3 separate regions of the Drosophila melanogaster genome follow, and regions 1 and 3 are each linked to region 2. A link is a contact called in public Hi-C and HiChIP or PLAC-seq data. All regions are on one chromosome and are shown on one strand. Each heading gives the region's core, a stretch centred on a gene start, on an enhancer-like site or on the middle of the called end of the contact. The rest is flanking DNA. Distances are from core to core; before and after follow the strand shown. Region 1 holds the start of Rca1 (Regulator of cyclin A1). Region 2 holds the start of CG11050. Region 3 holds the start of Rchy1 (Ring finger and CHY zinc finger domain containing 1).

The links. A called contact is a pair of places that touch in the nucleus more often than the background predicts. HiChIP or PLAC-seq counts read pairs in DNA pulled down with a chosen protein or histone mark.
Region 1: a Hi-C map of the Kc167 cell line shows a contact between it and region 2, with 2.6 times the contacts expected there. The contact joins the promoter of Rca1 here to the promoter of CG11050 in region 2. A contact is called at or near these places in 7 of 107 Hi-C or Micro-C datasets (the Kc167 cell line, embryo, eye imaginal disc and 2 more) and 1 of 6 datasets of contacts at active chromatin or transcription factors (the Kc167 cell line).
Region 3: a contact with region 2 is called in a Psq HiChIP or PLAC-seq map of the Kc167 cell line, with 3 times the contacts expected there. The contact joins the promoter of Rchy1 here to the promoter of CG11050 in region 2. A contact is called at or near these places in 2 of 107 Hi-C or Micro-C datasets (the Kc167 cell line and eye imaginal disc) and 1 of 6 datasets of contacts at active chromatin or transcription factors (the Kc167 cell line).

Annotation. Positions count from the first base shown.
Region 1 is chr2L:6,850,381-6,855,402 of dm6, forward strand. It overlaps Rca1 (Regulator of cyclin A1), which reads left to right and starts at 1,935. Exons shown (of 1, transcript NM_057866.3): 1 at 1,935-3,486. The coding sequence starts at 2,042. The coding sequence ends at 3,277. It overlaps l(2)k09022 (lethal (2) k09022), which reads left to right and starts at 3,762. Exons shown (of 4, transcript NM_135235.3): 1 at 3,762-5,022. The coding sequence starts at 3,866.
Region 2 is chr2L:6,609,674-6,614,490 of dm6, forward strand. CG11050 reads left to right here and starts at 1,338. Exons shown (of 5, transcript NM_135208.6): 1 at 1,338-1,595; 2 at 2,812-2,967; 3 at 3,108-3,605. The coding sequence starts at 2,893.
Region 3 is chr2L:6,463,179-6,467,553 of dm6, forward strand. Rchy1 (Ring finger and CHY zinc finger domain containing 1) reads right to left here and starts at 2,491. Exons shown (of 6, transcript NM_135186.2): 1 at 2,351-2,491; 2 at 84-961. The coding sequence starts at 665. It overlaps HemK1 (HemK methyltransferase 1), which reads right to left. Exons shown (of 3, transcript NM_135187.4): 1 at 4,221-4,375; 2 at 3,641-4,161; 3 at 3,039-3,586. The coding sequence ends at 3,346.

The DNA of each region.
Region 1 (5,022 bases), core at 685-3,184, 240 kb after region 2:
TCTTGTAATATTTTATATAATACTTTAAATATCATTGCAGTTATCTTCTATATACACCTAAGATAAATCAATGCCTAGCACATATCCCTAGTTCGACTCATTCGGCTCCCATTGACAAAGTCATTAGTTAACATCCCTCTGATCTCAAAGCAAACAGGGTGACCACGACTTCCCAGGACCGAACCAAATGAACCACAGATTAATCCCAAAGCCACGACGACAATTAATATGCTGCCATATCCACGCCCGAAAAAAAAAAAAGATGGGCAAACCGGTCAGTGGAAAAGAGATTAGAACAGTCAAATGACTTTAAATTAAGCCGATGTGCGTCTGTCCGTCGATTTAATTAAAATCAAAACAAAATCTTTGCCCGCCGACACGCCCCTTTTGGTGGCAGCAAATAGACAAATAATAAAACCATAAATAATGCAAAACAATAAACGAGCAAGTATTCATAAATTATTAACGCAGAAGCTGCTGGCCGACAAAAGGCAGCGCAAATACCCAAAATATTTTGCCAAAGCATTTAGAAGGACAATGAGGCACGAACCAGATGACAGAATCCGGGGTAGAATAGCAAATCCCCGCAGCAAATAATTGAGCCTCATAAAGGAAATATCATTCATTGATTTTCCCCCGGCAACCACAACAGATTCTCGACCTCTCATCTTTCCCAGCAAGTGGATGAAGTCGTCGGGCGGTTGCAAATGGTCCTTGGAATGGGAATGGGCACGAGCATGGGTTGGCCAGTGGTGGTGGGTCATGGGGCTTCATTTAGCTGACTCTATGGACAGCTGACGAAACTATCCACCTAGCGGCGAAGGAAGACTTTCACATGAATCCCAAATCTATGCCCCGTCATGATTTGCACAAAAAACTTGAGCTGGCAAATTTGTCAGTGGGCACAAAGGACGCGGCAAAGAAGAAGATGAGGGAAGCGGAACGGAAAAAATCTAAGGACGAGTCAGGGAGAACAAATGATAAATTATTGAGGGATTTTCGTTAATTTGATGACACTGATGATGGCCAAGGCCAGATTATCCTGACTGCCGAATTTTGATTGGGCCAAACAGGGAACAGAAGACATATCTCATAAAATAATTTGTAATGATTTCAATTTTAATAGATATAGATATACTTATGTTCGATTAAAATCTTTTTGTTATAGGCGTAGAAATTTAAATAGCACCATATGTCAGCTAATCGAGAGTATTTTTATAAGCTTATCAACATAATTTTACCAATGTCTTCAAAGCTAAGACGATGAAATACACTTTTAATATATATAATATAATATAATAATATAATATAATATAATAATATAATAATAATATATAAGATGTTAAACGGAATCCCGTTTTTATAAAGTGAATGTTTTCAAACTATTACTTATTTCCATATTTAATAAGTGAAAGTTTTCTATTTTCGAATTGGTATTAAAGCAATAAGCTGAGTATATAGGTATTTATTTTATACTTATGGCGTAAGGCATGGAAATATAATTTATTGAAAGTCAAATTCTTGGTGTTTTTAACTTAATGAACTGATTATACATATTATTTATCACTCTTATTCTTTATTTTACTTCTTTTTTCGAGAGCATTAGTCGCAAGTGCGTCTTCGCTAGCTTTGGAATGTGTACTCGCTAATATGGAAGTATGTACACACTGCATAGAATGAAAAAACGCTATCTTATTCCAGAACCTCAAATCTTGTACAGCTTGAACTCTTTTAGACATGTTTATAAATGGCTGAAGTTGCTTATGTTAATAGGAGTCTACGATTAACTGTCAGATTCCAATAATCCGATCAAGTGGCATCTTTTAATGCACAAGTTTAAATGGTTTGCCTAACAGTCACGATAATATATATCAAATGGTTGGCAACGCGATACGTAGCATTCTGAGTTGACCCGACAATGAACTGGTATCTATTTAGTAGCCAGTTAGTATTTTATTGGGGCGGTCACACTGATCCGTACCCAAAAACAATCAACCGATGCGAAAAGCATAACAATTCGAAAGTTTAAAATTCGGTCAAGATGAGCGCCTATTATCGGCGCGCGGCGTTGCGGAAGAAGAGCCCAAGCCGAGGGTCATCCTTCGAGTTGGAGATGAACGAGTCTGGCTACACATCCTTCCTGGCGCTGCACAATTCCACCGCGGAGACGCCATTTTTATTGGAGGACGCTGAGGGCGAAAACTGTCGCAATGCATCGAATACCACAACATTCTTTCGGGGGCTGAACACGCCCAGTGGCCACCAGGAGCAGGACCTTTACTGGGGCAAGCCCTATCCCAGAACACAGCCCCAAAAGAAATTTTCCGCGGAGGAGGAGCCTTTCTCTATGACTCCGCGTCTGCAGGATGAGCATAGTCTGCCCAAGCGACGCAAGAAACACTTTCAATCGCCACACAGTAGCCCCAAGAAGTCCAAAAAGCTGCTCTTTCCCCACATAGAAGAACCGCCCAAGAATCGCTTCTACGGCGGTGTCGAAAAGCTGGATATCGTGGCCAAGCTGGCGCAATGGCAACCGGCACTGCAGTGCATACTGCGTCATGTGGGCGCCCACACGCTGGACGTGATGACCAAGGTATCGCCGGCCTGGAAGCAGGCTGTTTATCGCAGCCAACGCGACTTGGAGCGCCTACAGAACCACCGACTCAAATTGAATCTAACCAAAGAGAATCCTCACGTGCCCAAGCGGTGCAGCCATGTGCCCAAGGCAAACCACACAGTGCCATTGCAGACCTCGAACCATAGCAGCCTGGCCAACAGCGCCGCCTCGCTAATGGACTCGGGCAACTCGAGCATCCACCTGATGGACGTGGATGCCGGAAGGGTGCTGCGCGAGCAGACGCAGCGCGTCAAGTGTCCGCGATGCGGTCGAGGCAGCCGGGTTTTCATAAGCGAGGCGGCCAAGTGTGGCGAAAACCTATTGTCGCAAACTCTGCCTATTGGACGTACAACCAGCACATTCCCCTGCATGACGGGTCCGCCTCTCAAACGCTTCCTGTCCCTGGATCTTGACGAGGTCAGGACTTCACCGCAAGGACCGCCATATAACTTCGCCGAATGCACCAGTGTCATCTGCCAGTTTCGGTTCTGCGTCAACTGTCTGTGCAAGTCGCATCCCGGCGAGCGTTGCCTGGTCACCGAACTGGACACACCATCCAAACTGATGATGCCACGGGAGCGACTGACGCCGCCACAACGTGCCCAGAACCGTGATCCGAAAATCACAAGGAAGAACTCGCTCAAGCGGCTCTGCTTTTAGCTTTATCATAGGCTTTTAACTATTACGATTAGTATTCGATTTTTTTAAATCTCATTAATTTCGTATTATGTCCATCGCATTAAGTTCCATTTCATCACGTACATTCATATATATGTTTTTAAATCGTTCCATGTAAGGTTTGTCGGAATTCTGTACCTCTGCGAGATTAAGTATTTTTTACACATGCAAAATATATAAATCATTTTTAGAACTATAATTGTTATAATTATAACTGGGGGAAAGTGATTCCTGTTTATTAACATGTAAGGCTTTGTTATTATACATCATTATAACAGGCTTCAAAGGCAGCCTTAATATGTTAGGCAAGTCTTAAAAATATTTTATTATTATTGATTGCATTGCATAAAATAAATTCAAACAGAAAATGTTTAAAATCAGCTGTAGTATACTGGTTTGGGTCTTGGCTAACGCCAATGCGCGCTATTTACCGTAAGCTACTTTGTGTACTGCCAAGAGATCTTTGGCCACACCAACAAAACACGTGTGGAGTGCGGTTGCCGCACATTTATTGTTCTCCGTTTTTACCTTTAATTAACTTGAGAAAAAAGGAAAAAACGATCATCCAAAATGAGTACTGCGTTGGCACAGCAGCTGCAGAAACTGGCTGCGCCGCAGTCGTCGGTAACTTTGGCAGATGCACGAAGTCGCGCCTCCATACTCTTCGATCCCAAGGAGGCGGCCACCAAGGATCGGCGGTCCATTTATGAGATCGGGTTAACGGGACTGCAGGAGCTGACCGACTTTAATCCGGCCTTCAAGGAGTTCCAGCTAACGTTGTTCGATGAGGCCACATTGACGCTGGAGCGTTCCGTGGAGCTGCCGGAGATTAACAAGATGCTGGACGCGGCCATTGCAAAGTTTCTGCGCCTTCTTTCGCCGTACCTTCTGCTCCGCCCCGCACACATGGCCTTCGAATGGTTGCTGCGACGATTCCAGGTTCACGAGTATAACCGTAGCGAAGTTATGGCCCTGATTCTGCCCTATCACGAGACAATGATCTTTGTCCAGATCGTTAAGACCATGAGGCTCCGGTCATCGGATGGCGACTGGTACTGGCTGCGCCCGTTGCAGCGTCCTGGCGTTCCGCTAGCCAAGACTGCTATTATTAACAGAGCCGCCAGCAATCCCGCCTTCCTCGGCTTCATCTGCCAAAGTACCCAGAAGGCGGTTAAGGAACTGGGTCCTCGAGCCCACCAACTGCAAGCCCAGATCAACTTCTATGCCACCGTCGTAGTTGGCGCCCTGCAAACGGCCAAACCACTGCAGGACTGGCACATCACCACTATTCTGGAGTCGCTGCTTCGTGGCCTGATTTCCGATAATATCGACTTTATGGCGGCCGCCTATGTGATCGTTGCTCAGCTTGTTTCCCGCACCAAGCTCAAGAGCAAGGTGTGCAATGCCCTGCTGGAACGCGTGGCCAACTGCCCGTTTGAGAGGCTTCACAGTGAGTCGCTGCTCCTGCTTGTCTGCATCTATGGCAAACAGCAAGCCGCATTGCCGCACTTTAAGCCGGAAACCATACTCAATCTGGTTGGGAAGAAGTGGCTTATCTCCACTCTGTCCTCCCTGGCCAAAGGCAACATCGCCATCCAGTCTATCTGCATGCCACTCATGACCGGAGCCGTGGCCGCCATTCGGGACGATGACGCCTCTTCTAACTCATGCAAACTGTTCTTGGACAACCTGCTGTCAGAGGTGCCAATGCCAAAGCCGACTGCTCA
Region 2 (4,817 bases), core at 88-2,587:
GTCATTCGGCGCAGGCTTTCAATTTCCCTGCAGGAATGCAGTTTTCTGTCAAAGTTTTTCATTAGCGCTTCACTTGCCAGTTACGCAGCAAAATAAGGAAATGGATGAAAAGTTGCATCTGCTGAAATTGAAAAATTTTTGGTATGCCCCTCAAAGAGATTCAGCTGCGCCGGAAGATAATCAAGTCCTTGGGACATTGCAAAAATAAGTTGATGTTGCAAAATCATGCATATCTATATCAGTAAATATATAAAGGATATATATATTCAAACTTCTATCTTTTTTGTTGACTGAGTGCTACAACTTTTCCTAATGCCATTGTAAAAGATTTTAAATTGATGATGGGTAAAATTGTGCAGCAATTTATTCGAATCAATTATGAAATTTGCGCAAAAGATTACACCAATTTAATTGCATACCGCCGATAAAATAAATGTTAATACATTTTCCATTGAGGATTTCCACAAACGCAGTTACAAAAAAAAATACAAATAAGCCTGCACTTTGACTGCTAGTTGACCCATAAATAAATCATTTCCGCAAGCAAAGCGCTGTTGCATAATAGATGCAACGGATTTATGTGCGGTAATGTTGTCTAAAATATGCATAAGTCGTAACCGTCGATTTAAATTTATTCATAATCCGCATCGCCCAACCGGAAGCCGTCCAAATTATCGCCCAGTCCCCCAAAAACGCGACTGCCAACGTGACAGTTGGCTGGAATCAATTAAATTGGCTTGTGGTCGCACTGCCCTCCAGATCCATTGGATCCATTTTGGGCTTAGTGGTTGACGTTTTGACAGTTTTAGTCTAACTCATTCCGCGCTTAACTGCCTTAGAAGCGACTTATTTGGCGACCTATTTCTGTCAGAAAGCGATTGCAATATAATCTGGAAAGTAAATAATTATAACAAAGTAGCTACACAAGAAAGCGGTTTAATACAGAGCTTGAATCATGAAATATTAATAAAAAACAGATACACAGTGGGTATTGCTTGGGTTAAATCTCTTAAGTATTTCGAAGGATATTTAATCCTTCAAGCTATATGTTGCTGATGCGAAATCTTTGCGAATTCAATAAATCATCACAAATGTTACTTCTTTTTAATGATTTAAGCCATAACCATTTTTGCCCTTTAACCCTTTAACTTTACTTATTTTACTCACTCCTCCTTTTTGTTGCAGTGTTAAATGCAGGGCGCTGCCAGACTGCCAGAAAATGTTTTCATCCAAGTTTATCACCAATACAGTAAGGCTCGGAGTGAAACCACGAATTTCGGTTTACCCAGCCCTGATGACTCAAGCAAGCAGCTGACCGCCGCTGCTCGATGGCATTTTGCCGTGACCTGGTCACACCGACGCCAACAGCTGCTCGCGGTCAGAATAACGAAAAGTGTAACCGAAAAAAGACAATTGTGCAATTGCTGCGAAAAGCCAACACAATTGAATAAAAGAGCGCGCAACATTGTTTATTTGCCCGTCGGCGGGCGAGAGATCGAGTGGATTGGTGTATTAAATTAAAAATATTCATCGCAGCACGATGCACAGCGCTTGGTGATGCAGAATGCAGATTGTTGAGCTGTTGCATAAATTCCGTTAGTAATTCTAACTATTTCGTTTTGTTGTTGTAGTTGTGCGCGTGTGCGATGTGTGTGTGTGTGGGTGTGCGATGGTATCTAATTACAAGCGCTGTGGCCGCGGCGGTCGCGTTGCCGAATCAAAAGAAAGCATTTCAGTTTCTCATCGGCGGGCGCAGCTCATAGTCGTCAACATTGCAACGAACTAACGGTGCTTACGTGCCACACGACGCACACAACGTACCGCCACGAATTCCCCCTCCCCGCGATCGAACGCCTTCACCTTGAGCTGCCTGTCAATTCTCGGCATCGCTTCCTATTTATTCGCTGCCCCTGTTCTAACGGAACTTCTTGCACCCAGGTAGCCGAACTACACACACACACACACACACGTGCATCAGAGAAACAGCTGCGGCGGTAAAATAGTGCGCAAAATTTGAAGTCGATTGTGTGTTTCAGCCATTTCCATTCCATAGGCACATACATAGGTGCAAACAAACTTTAATTTCAAACGGTTCCATTCATGTATAAATTATTTAATTATTTCACTTTAGTTTTGTATATCATAATTTACTGCAAACTAAGATTTAAAACTCTTGTGATTGCTTGGAATTCCTGTTAAATCCTTTGTAATATTTTAGTGTTATTGTTTTGAACCGAACTGTACCAACATACATATAAACATACATTTTCATGTTTATGTTTATATGAGAGACTGGGAAGAAAAGTGCCGACAGCTGATAAGAAACTAATTATTTTTGCCCATCGATTGCACTTTGGACGACCTATAAAATTTAAAAAGCAATATCATTTTCGACATTGTGTTTTGCAATAAATAAATAATTTTTAATTGCCTCAGTTCGTTTTGTGTTTTTGCGAAAAGTGACTGGTTGTGTGCATAATATACATTGCATCAGCCTATTGAAGTGGAAATATCATTAAAGTATTAATACTTTAAATTTTTAAAAATATATTACTTGTCTCGCATTTTTTGTTGTTAATTAGTGTGAAATTACAGATCAAGTGCTTTCAATTCGTTTTTAAGTAGATTTTAATTATGCCTAAATATGCATATTTCCATAAATCAACAGAAACGTAGATAACAGTTTATCCCATGACACTTTATTTCTCATTTTCTCAGTCAAATTAATCGCATGCAATAAAACTGTTCCGAATTGTTGCTCATGACAACAACACTTACGATTATGTATTTCCCTCCCTTTCTCACCTACAGACGCCACTTGCACATCACGTGTTTGACTCAGGCTACAAATTTGTGGCCCACGATCTGAATTTGATCTCATCTGTGGTCGCGATGTTCTCACTACAACTACAGCAGTTGCTCCGAGCGACAGCAAGCGGCGTGACGTCGGGAGCCACAAAGACACTGGTAAAAATAATTAGTTTAACGTATAATTAAAATCAATTTGCATGCATATTTGCTTAAAATTAATACAAGATTAGATTTTGTATTGCTTTTATCATTTAGTTTTACAACGCTAGATTTGAATAACCCACATATTTTTTCAGTGCACAGCCACAGCGTCTGCCGCCACAAAGCACTCTAGTCAAGCGAAGTTCGGCGACAACAGCAGTCACGGTTCGCCATCGCACACGGACGGTCGCAGTCACGGTGAATCAGAGTCGGATTTGGAGTCGGCGCACGGCCAGAATTTCACATCACACCACTTAGCCAGACGGATACTTCAGCAGCGCAGCCAGGACATCCAGCGCCACATCCACACGCAGTCAGCCAAGGGACAGACCAGTGCCAAGTCCTCGCAGCAACAGCAGCATCAGCAGACCGCCACCAAGTTCGCCATGTCATCGCTAGCAGCTGAGCCTCTGCAGTCGCAGAAATCGGATGAAATCACGGCCAGCACGGGCGGCGGAGATGTGGAGACGCCCGGACTGGGCGCATCCTGCCACGAGGTGGCCGCCGCATCGGCCAGTGCCGGCAAGAAGCCCTGCTTCAGCTCGGGCCTCGGCGAGATACTTCAGTTCATGGAGCTCATCGGCAACCTGAAGGTATGTGGAACTGGTTTGCCTGCGTTTTTTCCCGCTCCACTTGCGGGTCATATGCTCGCATCGATTTTTCCCGATGTCCTGCGTGTTTTGATTTTGCCACCAAGTAACTGGTTGCTACAGAACCTTACTCTTCAAAGAGATAACATTTTGTTATTGTTTATTTGGCTTTTAATGCTAATAACTTATATTAGAGCTATTTAGTGATCAGAAAAATGGAAAAAGTTTATTTATTTAGTATGTTGTTTATTTATGTATAGGTGTTAGCAATTTCACGTGTTATTGTTTATTTGGCTTTTAATGCTAATAACTTATATTAGAGCTATTTAGTGATCAGAAAAATGGAAAAAGTTTATTTATTTAGTATGTTGTTTATTTATGTATAGGTGTTAGCAATTTCACATTTGCTTTGCCTTTGGAATTTGTAAATTGAAATCCGACTCAACCTTTCCATCCGCATTAGAATTTTATTACGAAACCCTCTGGTAATAAACAAATTGCTTATCAAATTATTTCTGCAAAACCGCGATCTCAAGTAAAACCAGATAGCAAACAGAAAATAAACAAAAGAACGCAAGCCAACGCAAATAGAACGCAAAGATGTATTTATTTACGTTTTGTATAATCAATTCTGTTTCGCCTGCACTCTTTCGTTTTTCGTTTTTCACTTTTCTATTTTGTTTAGTATATCTGCGAAAGTATTGTATAATACCAGCGACAACCTCGCTCTTGTCCCCCTTGAACGGATTTCTATAGTCGGTTTCCAAAAAAAAAAAATATATATATATATATTTAATGTATAGGTGTATTTGCGTATATGCAGTCAAAAATGTTCTGCTTTAATTCATTTTGAATTAAAATTCATTTTTTGCTATTTTCTGTCAATTGTATAACCTATCTTATATGTGCGACAGAAGCTCAGACAAATCGCAAAGTCTAGCCATATAAAAAGGTATCTTTATATCTGTGGCATAAGCAAAACAAACAGCTCAAAAGTCCAGTTTCGCACGTTCTGGAACCTTTAGCTCAACTTTTATCTAATCGGGACAGTTCAACCCATCCACAAAATGACGAAAATCCCCTGGCACGGGGCTTGATTTCCTATCGACAAGCTGCAGAAAGTGAATCGTTTTGTAATTTGAGCAGCTGCCCCGTCGTCGTCCATGGGTGAAAATGTCACTTAAGTGAGCTGATTGTGTGAGTCGTCTAATCTCC
Region 3 (4,375 bases), core at 1,241-3,740, 150 kb before region 2:
TTCTGGGGCTTTTCCTTTTATGTAATGCTTGGAAAAGCATCCATAGATAATATGAATGGAGTTGGACTGCCTGTTGCACTTACCACGAACATGGCCCGCCGCTTGTAGTGAGCGCATCCGAAGCGCAATGACTCCGGAGTTGTTGGCTGCGCACCGCAGATGTTGCTGCTGCACTTGTTGCTGTTGCAGCTGCCGTCGCTGCTGCTGCTGCTGCTGTTGCACGATGGCTGTGCATGCTGCTGAGCCTCCGCGGCGGGGTTACGTGAGCATGCTGCAAAGCGATGGAGCTGGTCCTCCTCCATGGGCTCCGCCATGCCATCGCAATTGAGACTCGGCGTCGATTTGCATCTTCGCAGCTTGGCGTGCGCTGGATGATACTTGCCCGTCATCGTTGTGGGCGTCACAATCAGCTGGTGTTGCTGGTGGAGATGGGGATTGGGATGGGGATGGGGATGGGTATGTGGCTGCTGCGCTATCTGAGCAAGTGGAAGCGAAGCGGGCAGAGCAGCCTCCGCTGAGGTCGTCGTGGCTGACGATGAATTTAAATTGACTTGATTGGGCTCCTTTGTATTGGTAACTATTTGTACATCGATGCCGCCGCTGCCCATGTATCTGTTGTGGTTTTCATTTAGCGATATTCGGCGCGTTCGCTGGCGGTTCTTCATTTTGCTGCAGGAGCTAACTCTATGTATATATAGAGTTATGTATGTACGTCTATAAAAGTGATTTTCCACTATGCCTCGCAGCTGCAGTAGTCGTGGTTAATTGCTGGCCCTTTCAATTGCCGCCGCGAAGCATTTAAATTACTGGCCGATGCTGTTGTCGTTGTGCCACATGTAGACTTTGTATCCGCACTCAAAAAACCGACTGTCCGGTTTCCCTTTTCACGCGATCGCAACTAACTTTCGTTTGTCCAGCTCATCCTTGGGTATTAATGGGCTCGCACAGGTGACACACTCGGCTGAAGCGATTGAAAAGTGTGGGAAAGTGGTAAGTATTCCATTAGCAGGCCATTTCTCACACTCCGATCGATCAGATTAGAGTCTAAGCCGGGTTAACCCCCCACACCCCCACACAATTTTTGACACACAAATGAAACTACCGAGGCGGCGTATTTGCATTTCAATGTTTCCCAGTCCCCGACTGCGAAAGGCCATCTAAACTAGATAACGACTATCTTGATTTTCACTCCGTTTTCTTAGCCGTCGCGCACTGTACACAACGTACAATGGGGAACAAGAAGTAGTAACTTTATGTAAGAAATTATCAAATAAAAGATCACCTATGATGACTTTCTTCCATTTCTGTATAGTTTTGGATCAGATATGGAAACCTATTAAACCCATATCATTATAAAATGACAATTAACCTGTTAAGAACCCAAATATGTGCATATGAACTACTATCTTGGCCGCTGCTGTTTTTGGATGGGACCTTGTGCCATGTGAGCGGCAGCATATAAATCGCTTGCTTAGCCTGCAGGTCGCCAAAAACGTTCACAGCTCCACGGATTGGGAATCGCAGTGCCTTGGCACACGGTGCGGATGATGAATTAAAATGCGGGCAGGGAGCAGCCAGCCACACACTTGTTAACACAATCGGCGTGCGACTTTCGCTCATCGGTTGGCTGTTGCTGCAAGTCGGTGTTGCACGTAGCAGGTGCACATATTGATGCTGCCAAAGGAGGCATTACCAGCTATATATAAATGTATATATGTACATACTTTTATATATACTTTTATTTGCACAGCGCGGCAAGCTGCAAATTCGTTGCCGAATCTTGTTTGCTCAGATTGTTATTCGCATTTTCTGCGCCGGGGAGCAGGGACCGACAATAAATATTGAAAGTGTGCTAAAATTACAAACGCAAGGCGATTAAGCCAGCCTCGCCGGAAAACCAGTCGGCGAAAAGAACGCAAGTTTGAACTCGATTCAATTCGGTATTCATGTTTACGCACGCACGCACTCACGCACACAGGCACACACTTGCACGCGTCGATCGGGCGGATAAATGCATTAAGTAATGTCACGATCTGGCTAATTGGTTTCTAAAAGTTTCCAATCCACATTCAAACCGCCTTCAAATCGCAGTTTGGGCGTATGTATATATATATACATGTACATATATATGCACATTCATTCATTTACCCAAATCTATATGGTCAAATTTATGTAGAATTTTTAAAATCAATTTCTCGTTTAACGTGTTTCTCGTTTTTGTTTTGTTTCGGCGCTTTTTAAGTTCCCTCTTCTTGACTTTCATCAAGCGCTCATTGTGATATCCACTGAAACTCCGACTTTAATTATGATTTAGCCATTTGTTAATTATACTACACATATGTATGCGTACTTGAAAGTGAAACAACACACACCAGCCGAACGAAGGAGATCGCAGCTCGAAATCGTCAATTGAATTAAAGAGCTACGACAATCTAAATCCGCGTTCCACTCGCGCACCCGGATTCCGCAGACTCGTCCGGCGCGAGTTTCGACTTCCAACTGGCAACGGAAGTTAGCCACTTGTTGCTCCGAGCCACTCTGTCGGAGCTTTTATCCGCTCCGGAGCTTAAAGCTCTCCAGCGGAGCGGTTACAACAAGATTCAGATGCGAAGTCGGGGGATTTATGCACTCGGGTTCATAATTATGGTAATCCTTGTGGACATGTGTCCTTGTTTTCATAATCAGTACACCTATAAGCATTAAAGTGGTAACTTTAAGCAAAAACTTTCTAATTTGCATAGAAATATTCTGATTCTATATATTGACAGGATACACATCTTTCAGGCCAAAAATATGGTTAGCATTTTGCTTATCGCAGATATAGAATACATCAGTTTGATTAAACAGCATTATACTCGATCCGCGATGATCATTAACACCCTCCAATTTATGGCAGCAAGCCTCTGGTTATAAATCATAATCGCCATAGTTTAAATCAGTGACCAGTTATTATAGGTGCATTATACTTTTAACCTATTGATCTTTAAAATCATGTTAATCCATTATTATAGGATCAAAAATGCAGTAGAAAGCCTTAGGTAAAAGTCGTTGTGGTTTTTGTATACTGATAATAATATGGTCATAAATCAAACAGCTAATTGCATTGTGCAATTTATACAGGTATATTTGTGAAGTAATACCGCCTGCGGTTGTTGCTAAAAGATTCAGAGACGAAACTTAAGGATTAATAGCGCTATATATTCTGTTTATATAGGTGTGAGTCTCTGGGCAGCGTGCAGGTATGTCTGGTCTTAAATCAAATCACAGCTAAATGCATGGGCAACGTTATAGCTAATTGCATTGTCAAAGTCATAGCATTCCGTCCTGTCTATGGCGCAATCTCGCCTAGACCTTCTCGATCTGAACGAATCTCTCGCGCTGATACTGGTCACTGTAGCCGGCGATGAACTTGAGCCGGCCCTCGTACTTCAGATTCATAATGGTCTTCACCATCGGCGGGTGGTCGTTGCCCAGTTCCAGCCAGAGCTTGCCACCGGGACGCAGGTGCCGACAAGCCAAGTCGAAAACCAGTCGAGCCACCCTCAATCCATCGGACCCACCGTCCAGGGCATTAAGGTTCTCATACCTGGGGATATAAGATAGTTAGTGCACTGCATCCATCTGGTATAACATCACTTACACCACGACTTCGGGATGCAGAAACTGAAACTCCTCAGTTTTCACATACGGAGGATTGGAGATGATCAAATCGTACTTCTTGTCCTTCAGCGCCTCCGGCAGGTACTTGTCCTCCTCCATGGTGTGGTTGTGTACCTCAAATCGATTCAGCAGCCCCAGCATTTTGGCATTCTCCGCAGCCAGAACGGTTGCCGCCTTGCTACGCTCAATGGCAGTGGCCACCACCTGCGGCAGACTGTGTAGCATGGACAAGGACATGGCGCCCGAGCCGCAGCCCACCTCCAAAAGATCGACGTGCTTTGCGTTCTTGTGATCATCGATCACCAGGCGCATAAACTCCTCCGTTTCGGGGCGTGGAATGAAGACCGACGGCGATGTCTTCAGCGTAATGTCCATGAAGTCCCACTCGCCAATGATGTGCTGCAACGGCATGCGGGCACAACGGGCCTCCAGGAAGCGCTCGAAATCCGCCAGCTGGCCGGGATTTAGCTGCAGCTGGTCAAATGAGTCAGGAACCGAACTCTACGGAACGTAAACATGGTTAGTGATGTTGATAGCCAGCTTTTCTCACAGATACTTACAAACTTCTGCTTCAGGACATGCGACACGATGCATTTCACGTTGAACTTCCTGTCCTCGACGCCGGCGGCCTTGAGCTTTTCCTCCCACTGTCCAATTTCCAGGGCCTTGGTCACGGGAATGTGGGTGCCAGCTGGGGCATTTGTGCCATAGTTGA